2 separate regions of the Mus musculus genome follow, and region 2 is linked to region 1. The links are chromatin contacts, called in public HiChIP or PLAC-seq maps. All regions are on one chromosome and are shown on one strand. Each heading gives the region's core, a stretch centred on a gene start, on an enhancer-like site or on the middle of the called end of the contact. The rest is flanking DNA. Distances are from core to core; before and after follow the strand shown. Region 1 holds the start of Pxn (paxillin). Region 2 overlaps Gcn1 (GCN1 activator of EIF2AK4).

Region 1 (6,315 bases), core at 2,890-5,389:
AAAAAAAAAAAAAAAAAAAAAATCTTTAAACCAGGTGCTGTGTCCAAAGCCTTCAATCTGAGCATATGGGAGGGAGAAACAGGCAGCTCTCTTGTGAGTTCAAGGCCAGCCCCCCTCAGTCTACACAGGGACTTCAGGCCAGCCAGGGACACATAGTGAGACTTGATTTAAAAAAAAAAAATCTTAGGCAGTGGGAGTGCACATCTTTAATCCCAGCACTTGAGAGACAGAGGCAGATAGATCTCTGTGAATTCGAAATCAGCCTGGTCCACAGAGTGAGTTCCAGGACAGCCAGGGTTTCACAGAGAAACCCTGTCTCAAAGAAACAAACAAGCCCAAACAAAACAAAACAAAAATAAATAAACAAATAAGAGCTATGGCGCTGGCTTCTGGCTGGAAGCATCCAGTTTAATTTGGAGGTTAATGAATTACTTGTCTGGGCAGGAGGATGGTAGAATAGTTAGAGAGAAAAAACAGGAAAAAAAGTAGAGGTCGAAATGGCGGAGCGATAGAGGCTACATTGACCTGACAGGAGGGGAGGAGGAAGAGGGTTTAGGGACTGTAGTGTGCCTGGCAAACACATGTCCCCCCGCTCTGATATGGCTGAGGATGGAGTGTTGGAGGTGACTCATCTTTCCTCCTAGGGCCACATCATCTCTTTAAGGATCTGGCTGGGGCATTGAATTTATGATCTTGGGCATGTGACTGCAAGCATAGGTATACCATCGAGCCACTCCCAAGCCCCGTATGTTTAACTTCTGACGCAGCACTTCCGCTTGCAGAAATCAATGACCCTCAGGAAGGATGTGCGCCAAGGTTTAGCTACAGGGGAGGTCTCCTCAGCATCGTTAGTTAATTACGTTAATTACGGGGACAGCGTGGAGAGAATTCCATTTCACTAAGGCGTTGGTTAAGTAAATGCTGGCTGGGGTGCATCACTCAGCACTGTTATGGGTTAAGTAAATGCGGGTAAGACGAGCCACAGCAGGGGTCCTCAACCTTCCTGAAGAAGCTGCCTCTAACACAGTTCCTCATGCTGTGGTGACCCCCGTCCCCCGCCATACAATCATTTTCGATGCTACTCTATAACTGTAATTTTGCTACTGTTATGAATTGTAAGATAAATAACTCTTTTTCCAATGGTCTTAGGAGACCCGTGTGAAAGAGTCCTTTGATGCCCCAAAGGGATCAAGATCCACAGGTTGAGCACTGTGGATCTAGAAACTGGAGATAGCGGGGCTGGGGGGCTGGGGGACTGGGGAGCTGGGGGGGTAGCTTAGTCAGTTTAGTGTTTGCCCAGCATTTATGAAACTGGGTTCTGTCCTCAGTACTGACAGAACCAGACATGGTGGGCCACACCTGAGATCCTAGCACTCTTGCAAGAGGATCAGAAAGTCCAAGGCCATCTTTGGCCTTTGTTTTAAGGCTGTCCTGGGATACATGAGACCCAAAACAAAGCGAAACAATAACAATATCACAAACGCCTATTAGTCACATTATTGGACTTCAAATAGTTTTAATTTTGTCTCTTAGTTTATCTGTATTTTTTTGTAAAGATTTATTATACATAAGAACACTGTAGCTGTCTTCAGAGGCACCACAAGAGAGCATCAGATCTCATTACAGATGGTTATGAGCCACCACGTGGTTGCTGGGATTTGAACTCAGGACCTTCAGAAGAGCAGTCAGTGCTCTTAACTGCTGAGCCATCTCTCCAGCCTCTCTTCTTTATTTTTATTTTACAAATCACTTGTCTTAGTTACCTTTTCAATTGCTGTGACAAAACACCACAAGCCAGGCTGTGTTAATAGAGCAGTTCATTGGAAGCTTGCTGTTCCCAAGGGCAATGCCCATGATCACCAAGTGGGGGGAGTCAGGCAGCAGGCAGTCGGGCCTGGCGCGGGAGCCGTAAACTAAAAGTTTAGGTCTTGATCTATGAAAAGGAAGCAGACAGAGAGTGGGAATGGAGTGGCGCTTTTGAAACTTCAAAGCTTGCTTCCTAGTGACACACCTCCTCCAGCAAAGACCACACCTCCCAGTCCTTCCCAAACAGATCCACAGGCTGGGGAACCGAGTGTTCAAATATATGAGCCTGTGGGGCCAATCTCATTCAAACCACCACAGTGTACACTTTCTACTATTAGGGATGGGAGTACTGCAGACTAAATCCAGGGCTTCAGGCACTTTAAGCAGGTGCTTTGTCACTGAGACAAAAAACATTTTTTTTTCTTCTTTTGGTTTTCAAGACAGGGTTTTTCTGTATAGCCCTGCCTGTCTGGGAACTCACTCTGTAGACCAGGCTGGCCTTGAACTCAGAAATCCACCTCCCTCTGCCTCCCAAATGCTGGGATTAAAGGGATGCACTACCACTGCCCGGCTGTTGTGTTGTTTTTTGAGACGGGTTTTTCTATTACGTAATTCTGGTTGTCCTGGAACTCACAGAGATCTACCTGCTTCTACCTCCTGGGTGCTAGAATTAAATGTATGTGCCACCATGCCTGGCCAACAGTTTACATTTTTATTTGTCAATGATTTTAGATAGAGTCTTATATAGCCCAGGGTAGTTTCATAATCAATATTTAGCTAAGGATGGCCTTGAATTTCTTATTCTCCTGCTTCCACTTCCTAAGGGTGGGGATTTAAGTCCTATGTTACTTGTTGGGCTGGTCTTGAAGTATGTATGTATGTATGTATGTATGTTTTGAGACAGGGTCTTATGTAGCCCTGGCTGGCTTTGAACTGAACTGACTGTGTGGTGTTAAGGACAACTTTGAACTCCTGATAAACTTGCCTCTGCCTACTAAATTCTGGGATTATAGTCTTGTGCCACCACACTCAGTTTGTGTGTGTGTGTGTGTGTGTATTTATTTTTAAAAGTTTTCAAAAAATTTAAAATTTGAGACAGGTCTTCCTATAAATTGCCCAGTTTAGTCCTTACTCTTTCTCTAGTCCAGTGTAATCTTGAATTTGAAGACCTGCCTGCATCTCCCAACTAGCTGAGATTATAGTCCTGAGCTACTACACCAGGCTTTTATCATCCAGTTTCTGAGTCCCCTGGGCAAATCTGCCAGGATCCGGGAATGAAGTTTTGGTAGTTTTTGCTTTGCTGTAATGTGGGGTAAATCTACCTTGTGCAGAATTTTGGCAGTCTCTAGGAAGGGGGAAGCAGGGAAAGGGGTAAAATGAAAGGTTTCATAAGCTCTAAAGTACTGGATCTGGGGCCAGAGTTGGTCGCAGCCACTGCTGATGTTACCAGTCAGGACAAAGGTCTCAGGTTCCAGCCTGGCTGGAGGTACAAAGAGACCCTGTTTCTCCGGGCAGTGGTGGTGCATGCCTTTAATCCCAGCACTCAGGAGGCAGAGGCAGGCGGATTTCTGAGGCCAGCCTGGTCTATAGAGTGAATTCCAGGACAGCCAGGGCTACACAGAGAAACCCTGTCTCGAAAAACCAAAGAGAGGGCTGGTGAGATGGCTCAGTGGGTAAGAGCACCCGACTGCTCTTCCGAAGGTCCAGAGTTCAAATCCCAGTAACCACATGGTGGCTCGCAACCATCTGTAACGAGATATGACGCCCTCTTCTGAAGACAGCTACAGTGTACTTACATGTAATAAATAAATAAATCTTTAAAAAAAAAAACCATGAATTGTTTCAACATTAATTCAAATGAATACTTTAAAAAAAAAAAAAAAGAAAAACCAAAGAGAGAGACAGAGAGAGAGAGAGAGACAGAGAGAGAGAGACCCTGAGAGAGAGAGACAGAGAGACAGAGAGAGAGAGAGAGACCCTGTTTCACAAAAACTACATCTGGGATATTATTCTGGGATGACTAGCACTGCCATCAGTCCAAAGGCTCCAGGCAAGCCGATTTAATCCTCCTGGGAGGTGACCTACAGGGACAGGTGGACAAATCCGACTCTCTTGAGTGACAAATCTGCCACCGACTCTCTTGAGTGACTAGTCTGCCAGAAGGTCGGGTCAGACTGAACGCAGAGGTTCATGGCCTATAGACGCCACCAGCCTGTCCAGCCGCCAGGGGGCGCCACGACCACGCCCAGCTTTCGCCCCCTGCGGGATTGGGCGTGCTGGGGGGGTGGGGGGTCGGAGGCGGGGCGTGGCCAGCGTGCACGCGGGGGCGGGGCTATCCTGTCGCGGGCGCGCGCGCCGGCGGCGGCGGCGGTGGTGGAGGAGGAGGCAGCGCGGCAGCGGGTTCCGTTCCGGGCCGAGGCTGGACGCGGAAAAGTTGCGGGGCGGCGAGGAGCAGCCCGGAGACGGGCAGCGAGGGCGACATCGAGCCGGGGACTGGCGTCTGAGGACCAGCCATGGACGACCTCGGTGAGTGCGGGAGACGGAGGGCGGAGCGGCCGGGGCCCGGCGGCCGCCGATCCCACCCTAGCGCCCGGCTGGGCTGCGGTGCCTACGGCCCGGGGCTGTGCTGGCCGCTCTTCGCTGCGGCGCCTGAGGACCTCGATCCCGTACTGGGTGTTCAGGGACCCACCTCTGGGAGAGGCGCCCCGCTCCCGGGGCAGACCTCCTTGGCTTGCAGGAGACCCTCACTTGGCTTCCCCACCCCCACCTCAGAGCGTCTGCCTATGGGACTCGGTCTCAGAGGCTGTTTCTTCTATGACCCCCCTCTGTTCCCTCCAGGCCACCTTCCACTTTGCACACTGCCCCCAGACCCCCCACCCCGTTTCAGGGATATAGCCCCTTTCGAGAGAGCCCACCCATTTCCTATCACAGCCCACAGAAAAGCTTGTGAGGACCACACCCCCATTCTAATGACAAGTGTCCCCGGGGGTACTGCATATACACCCCCCCCCAACCCCCACCACACACCGTTTCAAGTCTGGTCACCCTGTATTACAAGATCAAGTTTAAACTTAGAAAGGCAAGTTTGGGGGGGTGGTGGCTTATGACTCCCGCCTCTCACCCACCGTTCCCAGACCCTGGTGACATGCCAGAGGAATGAGAAGGGGAATGGGCCGCAGGCTACGGCCATCTCTGAACGTGTCCTGGCTGGCAAGGTCCCCCACCCCCAGCATCAGAGCTGCTGGAAACCCCACAGGTAAAGAGGACAGGACACCCAGAACAGAGTTTTAACTGTCCTCGTGTTATTGGAGCCCAGAGGCCATTCTTTTCAGCCCACACTTGGTCTGCTGTTAGGACAGAGGAAAGGAAAGACTCTCCTGGAAGTGGATTTTAAACCCAAGGGGGTTGATTCAAGGCTTCTAGGAATGCCCAGTGAATCCCAGCGTGAAGGAGCCCCTGTCTTCCCCTCCCCGGAGGGCCCCTCAGCTGAGGAGGTGTGTGTGGGATAAAGTCCCTTCTCTGTAGGAGCCTTGTCTTCACTCTCTGGACTGTGGGTGGCTTGTATGACCGCTGGTGCCATCCGTGTCCCTGGCTCTGAGGAGCAGATTCACTAGATAAGACTGAGGGACCTCTCAGGCAACACAGGGTACCAAGTTAAGACTGGTCATTTTTAAAACTGGCTACAGTTTCCTTGTGGGATCAGGGAGCTGGTGTAACATCCTGGAGGCTGGGATGGTGTTGGGTCCTGCTTGGTTCACGGAGTGGGCTGTCTGCCAGGCATAGCTATGCTTTTGGGTCAGGCTTGGCACGTCCGTTCCCGATGCACTCAAGGTTGGCGTAGCTTCCAGGCAGGTATTTTTAATTTTTATTCTTCCACATAAAAATACCTGAGCTTTCGAAAGGAGGCCGGGGTGATGAGCTTTTGAGTAGGTATCTGAATGTGTAAGGGGTTCCCCCGGTGGGGACGAGGGGAATCTAGTCACAGCACCTCACAGGCTGGTTGAGGGCCCTGTTGCTTCTGGACAGTCCCCGTGCTGTTTGAAGGACTGAGGAAGTCTTTGTAGTGTCCGCAGAGCTCGGAATTCCCGGCTTCTGACTGTCTTCCATTTAGGGCCAGCACACTGAGTTGTCTTTGAAAGGAAAGAGTGCTTTCTGGCAGACGGGGACCGTAGGGATTGAAATGGGCTGTCTGTGGAGTTCTTACCCATGCCTGGATTTGTCCTGTCCTTTCTGTAAGATCACCCTGAGGCCATGGCCACCAACACTACCTCTATTTAACAAGAGACCAAGAGAGGCTGAGTCTCTGACCCAAGGTTGCACAGCCCAGAAACGAATGAAGTCTGTGCCTAGAAGCTGGTCCCTGGGCAGCTCCTGTATACATTCCTTCCGGGGAAGGGGGTGAGCTGGTGCTGGCAGGAGGGGTGGCAAGGGGTGGTGGCTGCCACCTGTGACTTCTGCTGCCTTCTCTAGACTCTCCAGTTGCTCCATCCGAGCTACACTGCCTCCTTA
Region 2 (5,854 bases), core at 1,791-4,290, 96 kb after region 1:
GTAGTGAGACCATAACTCAAACCAGCCACACCCCAGAGAGGATCCCTTTGTGGTTTCCCCTTGGCCTCTCTGTGTGCTGGCTACACATTACAGGTACCTGTAAGGTCTCTCTGACCCATGCTCCCAAGGACTTTTCTTTTCCTCTTGTCTGGAAACCATGCATTTATATCTAATTCCTTGAGATTGACATACTGGATCTTTCACACCCCGAGTGTCCTCATGAAAGTTACAGTTGGAAACAGTTTCAGGATTGATCAGAGTCTGACCGCAAAGGGCAGCTTAGGCAGCTGCCGCGTGCGCTCTGTGGCTGGGCTCTGTGGCTGGAACGTAGGATTCAGCGCATCTCTCTCTCCTCGCCTGGATCTGGTTTTCTTACACCCAGCACCATTCCCTGGTGACGCTGGTAGGTGTGGGAACTAGGAGATGTGGTTGTTTAATCCAGGCACAGTGCCATAGCACGCTGCCAGGTGGACCCCCGTTCCCTGCTGCCTGGGCCTTAGGTCTTTGTTCAGACCGGGGTTGCTTCAACTTCTAAAGTTTACAACCCTTCTTGTCACAGACATTTTACTCATTGCTGGGCATTTATGTATATAAAATAGGTATGCAAATCAAATGTCTGTGGTAATAAACCGTAACAGTTAAAATCAGTTCTTTGGTATCTATGAAATGATTATCATTTATTAGAGCTTAAAACAGATTTGCATACTAATGAGATAGGTGCGCTTATTTACTTTTTTTAAATTTATTTTTTTTATTAGGTATTTTCTTCATTTACATTTCCAATGCTATCCCAAAAGTCCCCCAGAAACCCCCCCCACACACACACACAAACACTCCCCTACCCACCCATTCCCACCTTCTGGCCCTGGCATTCCCCTGTACTGGGGCATATAAAGTTTGCAAGACCAAGGGGCCTCTCTTCCCAGTGATGGCCGACTACGCCATCTTCTGCTTCATATGCAGCTGGAGACACGAGCTCTGGGGGCTTATTTACTTTTAAATAAACAAATTTTGCCTAAATAGTTGATACTACTTAGGATGTAGAATTTCAGTTTGAGTTGATTTCTGACTTAAATCAGTGCTAACAATGCTACTTTGCATAAATACGTAGTACAAAGTGGCAGGCTCTCACACACATTTTTTTTTAATATTTTTTTCATTAGATATTTTCTTTATTTAAATTTCAAATGTTATCCTGAAAGTTCCCTATACCCTCCCCCCGTTTTGTTTTGTTTTGGTTTTTTGTTATTTTTTGAGACAGGGTTTCTCTGTGTAGCTCTGGCTGTCCTGGAACTCACTCTGCAGACCAGGCTGGCCTCGAACTCAGAAATCTGCCTGTCTCTGCCTCCCAAGTGCTGGGATTAAAAGCGTGTGCTACCACTGCCCGGGCCTGTTTTGTTTTTTAATTTTTCTTTTTCTTTTGGTTTTTCGAGACAGGGTTTCTCTGTATAGCCCTGGCTGTCCTGGAGTACACATATATTTTTAATTGGCATTTTTCTTATTAGTTTAGTTGGAGGAGGCACGTGCCTCTGTGTAGAGATCAGAGGACACTTGCAGGAGTAGGGTCTCCCCAGTGTGGGTTCCCAGGATAGAACTCAGGTCATCTACTTGGCTGAGCTTTCTCCCTCACCCTCCCCTTTTACATAGATATTTAATTGGAAATCAGAAAGTTGTTTTAACCCCAAGCCAAAATTCATAGACTACTTTTTTTTTTCTTAATGAAACTCTGGTCATTGGTACAATCACTTCTTAATTAACTAATTAAGGTTTCTTGGGGTGTGTGATGAGGGTCTCACTCTATAACCCTGGCTGGCCTGATGCAGACCTGCCAGGCCTTGAACTCAGAGAGATTCACTTGTGTCTGCCTCCCAGGTGCTGGGATTAAAGGCGTGTGTCACCACTTGTTACTAACTGACTGACTAACAGATTTTAAAAAGTAAGTGTTCTAAGGCAGTGGACCCACAGCTGTAGTGATCTGACACTCACAGACTGAGGAACCCTGCGAGGAAAGCATTGAAGTCTCTCGTTTTTTGCCAGGATCATTCTCTTAAGTGCATAAAACCCGATACACACAGCGAGATGTTGCCGTGCCACACAGTGGTCTCAGTGCAAGCTGAGGGGCTGAGCAGCGATTACTGCTGTTGGTGTGCAGCACGCTCAGGATAAAGTGCATTTGTGTGTGTTCAGACCGAGGTTGCAGTGACGTCACAGGAGGCGACACTCCTGGGCTTTGTCAGGAACACCTCAGAGTCTTTTGGGGGGGGGGGGTTGGTTCAAGACAGGGTTTCTCTGTGTAGCCCTGGCTGACCTGGAACTCACTCTGTAGACCAGGCTGGCCTCGAACTCAGAATCCGCCTGCCTCTGTCTCTCAAGTGCTGGGATTAAAGGCATGCGCCACCACGCCCGGCTCACACCTCAGAGTCTTATGTGTTAGATTTGGAATTAGTGTTTGGCTGGTGTATATTCAGAAATGTTTACTGTTTCCTAGTGTCTCACAACCCCTACATTGACTTAGGGTGTGGCCCCATGTAGGGCTGGGAACCTCAGTTTAAGGAGCTATGGTTTCGACCCGAAACAGCACTATAGGGTTCTTGTTGATGGTTGCACTGTAGAGCGGGTGTGTCGTAATGACTGTGGAACTAGCTCACTGCTCCTCAGGTGCTTTGTTTGACACTGGAGCAGTGAGATTGGGCTCAGCTGTCCCTGATGTGACGACGGCTGCTCCCGCAGGTCCAGGAGTCTGTGGCCAGCTGCCTGCCACCTCTCGTGCCTGCTGTCAAGGAGGATGCTGGGGGCATGATCCAGCGGCTCATGCAGCAGCTGTTGGAGTCGGACAAGTATGCGGAGCGCAAAGGGGCGGCATACGGGCTGGCGGGCCTGGTCAAGGGCCTGGGCATCCTCTCCCTGAAGCAGCAGGAGATGATGGCCGCGCTGACTGATGCTATCCAGGACAAGAAGAACTTCCGAAGGCGAGAGGGTGGGTCCCCTGAGCCCGGGGCTGACGGCACAGGAAGTGGGTGCCCATGCACGCACGCACGCACGCACGCACGCACGCACGCACACAGCAGAGAAAGGGAGGGCAGGTGGGACTCCTCCCAGCCCTGTCCATGGTGGGGCTGACCTGCACTTCGCCCTTTTTCTGTCTGGCACTGCTTGGGCTGAACCCCAGGCTTCAGCTATTCCACGCAGGCTGCTCTGCTGCCGAGCTGCGCCCCAGCCTTTCTTATTTCCGTGTTTCAGGCTAAGGAGTCCCTAAGTTACCAAGCACAGCCTACAACTTGGTGATCCTCCTGCCTCAGGTTCCAGAGTGCAGGGATATAAACTTGTTCCCCTACCTGCTTTATGACTTCTAACACAGCAGAGAGAGGCTTGCCTAGTGGTACTAGAAAGTGTTGGAAACTCCCCTGCCTCCTCCTCTGTCGCCCTCTGCCACATCCCTGCCCAAGGACTGAGACAGGCGGCTGCACTTAAGTCTGTCCATGACTACGGTCGCCTGAGGAGGTCCCAGGAGCCTGGTGGCCTTAGCGTTCTCAGCCCTCCTGTCATCCTCTCCCCAGGAGCGCTGTTTGCCTTCGAGATGCTCTGTACCATGCTGGGGAAGCTCTTCGAGCCTTATGTGGTCCACGTGCTGCCCCATCTGTTGCTGTGCTTTGGGGATGGGAACCAGTACGTGCGCGAGGTAAGTCTGGGGGCAGAATGGACTGTTCCCAGGCAGGCTTGGTCAGGGAGGGGTCTAAGATGGGTTCCAGCCCCTGCTGCCAGAGGCCTGTCGGTGCCTACCTGGGTTACCGCTATGAATTTCTCTCTGGTTCCCTGATGCATTGAGGATTTTATTTGTGTGTGCATGTGTGCTATGTGTATGCCTGTGTGAGCACATAAGGAGATTCCAGGAGCTAGAAGAGGTTGTCAGATGCCCTCTATCCCCTTTCAGCTGGGCTGGAAACTGGCAAACCCCAGCTAACCCTTCATATGGGCACACACATGATGTCCTGGCTTATTACGTGGTCCTAGTGTCCAAGCTTCCGTCCTCATGATTGCTAAATGAGTTGCTTCTCTGTGTAGCCCTGGCTGTCCTGTAGAACAGGCTGGCCTTGAACTCTGAGATCTGCCTGCCTCTGAAGTCCTGGGATTAAATGCCATCAGTGTCTGGCCCAGACACGTGCTCTTAACTGCTGAGCCATCTCTCTAGTCCTAGTACGGAAGCTCCTTAAGATTTGTGTGGCTGTTTGTCTGAACTTGGCACAGGGTCTAACAAAACCACCATCTTGGTGACTGTAGGGACACGAGGGTCAGTGGCGGGCTCAGTGCTTGCCCTGACAAGGAGGCCCCTGACTGTCTTCTCTCCTCCCTTGAGGCTGCAGATGACTGTGCCAAAGCTGTGATGAGCAATTTGAGTGCTCACGGTGTGAAGTTGGTGCTCCCGTCCTTGTTAGCTGCCCTGGAGGAGGAGTCCTGGAGGACCAAAGCTGGTGAGGCCACACCCCTCCATCCTGTCCTGAAAATGACCCTCAGTAGGTACACAAGTAGTCACAGCTCCTGTGTATGGACACGGCAGTCTGTAGAGTTAGGGCTCTGATTCCTGGATCAGGCTTCATGCAGAAGCCACAGCCCTGGGGAGATCCCGAGCTTGAAAGCTGTAGTCTGGAAGCTTCTGGAACAGATAGATGGAGATTCTGGTAGGGAGGGCAGGGCCTGGGTCCTTCCTGCAGAGGCTCCCTTCTGTCCTTCAGGCCTCTTTGCCTTACAGTTTGAAACAGCACAGAGAACAATGATCTCCTCACTTGTGGATGTGGAACCTGAGCCCTGAGAAACCCAGTGACTTACCCTTGGAACACCTGCAGGACCAAACTAGGTCTTCCTGCTGCCCTGGCTAGGTCTCTTCTGTTGTGATAGGCACCATGGCCCAAGGGAACTTGGGATCACAGTCCATTACTCAGAGACCATTACTCAGAGAAGTCAGGGCGGGAACCTGGAGGCAGGAGCTGACGCAGAGGCCGTAGAGGAGGATGCTCACTGGCTTGCTCCTCCTGGCCTGCTTGACCTGTTTGCTTATACATCCAGGACCACCAGCCCGGGCTGGCACCACCCACAATTATAGTTACAGAAAATGTGCTGGTGAGTGTCGAGTGTCTCAGTGCTGCACGCGTGTCTCCTGTCTGCAGGGTCCGTAGAGCTGCTCGGGGCAATGGCGTACTGTGCACCTAAGCAGCTGTCGTCCTGCCTGCCCAACATTGTGCCCAAGCTCACAGAAGTGCTGACAGACTCCCACGTCAAAGTGCAGAAGGCTGGACAGCAGGCCCTCAGGCAGATTGGCTCTGTCATCAGAAACCCGGAGATTCTCGGTATGCTTCTCCTGTGAGGGCACTTACCCTGCCTGCATCCCTTTTCCTGGATGCTCTAGGGAACGTCCACTGACTGTCTCTCTGAGGACAAATACATCCATATTGAAATATTCATATTCAGTGCTGGGAAGCCCCTTTCTTAGTTAGACTAAATGGTTGAAGGCGCTTTGGAAGCAGTCTGGAGCCTGTCATCGGCTTCATGGTTAGGGACACCGAGTCATTGGCTCTGAGAGCTCCCGTGCACTTGGCTGAGCTGTGCGGTCTGCCTATTCCCTGGCAGCTCGGAGCCCATCAGCACCGTCTAAAACCCTGGTTTCCGGGCAACTGTCTCTTCTGCTGAATTCCATCAGACAAAAGGATTAACCTTTTTTTTAATTAAAAAGTTATAATTATGTTTATTGTTTTAGTGTTATATGGATATATGTAGACACACGTGTATGGTGGAAGTAAACAGAGAGTGAGAATTGATCTCCTCCTCCCAGCCTGTGTGTCCTGGGCACCATCTCAGTTCA

Evidence for each region. HiChIP or PLAC-seq counts read pairs in DNA pulled down with a chosen protein or histone mark.
Region 2: a contact with region 1 is called in an H3K4me3 HiChIP or PLAC-seq map of pro-B cells, with 2.6 times the contacts expected there. The contact joins the enhancer-like site here to the promoter of Pxn in region 1. A contact is called at or near these places in 7 of 484 Hi-C or Micro-C datasets (B cells, the C10 cell line, the HL-1 cell line and 3 more), 6 of 115 datasets of contacts at active chromatin or transcription factors (bone marrow-derived macrophages, embryonic stem cells, neural tube and 2 more) and 4 of 9 other capture datasets (adipose tissue, embryonic stem cells, liver and 1 more).

What each region holds. Positions count from the first base shown.
Region 1 is chr5:115,502,537-115,508,851 of GRCm38.p6, forward strand. It overlaps Pxn (paxillin), which reads left to right and starts at 4,140. Exons shown (of 12, transcript NM_133915.3): 1 at 4,140-4,332. The coding sequence starts at 4,320.
Region 2 is chr5:115,599,656-115,605,509 of GRCm38.p6, forward strand. It overlaps Gcn1 (GCN1 activator of EIF2AK4), which reads left to right. Exons shown (of 58, transcript NM_172719.2): 34 at 2,731-2,977; 35 at 3,558-3,679; 36 at 4,355-4,469; 37 at 5,163-5,342. Among named protein-coding and RNA genes, the nearest start is that of Mir7029, 22 kb to the left of the region's middle. Within about 2 kb of position 3,041, at least 5 of the 459 cell types and tissues checked have an H3K27ac peak or open chromatin away from gene starts, as enhancers often do. A contact at or near this core is called in pro-B cells, where this site is marked.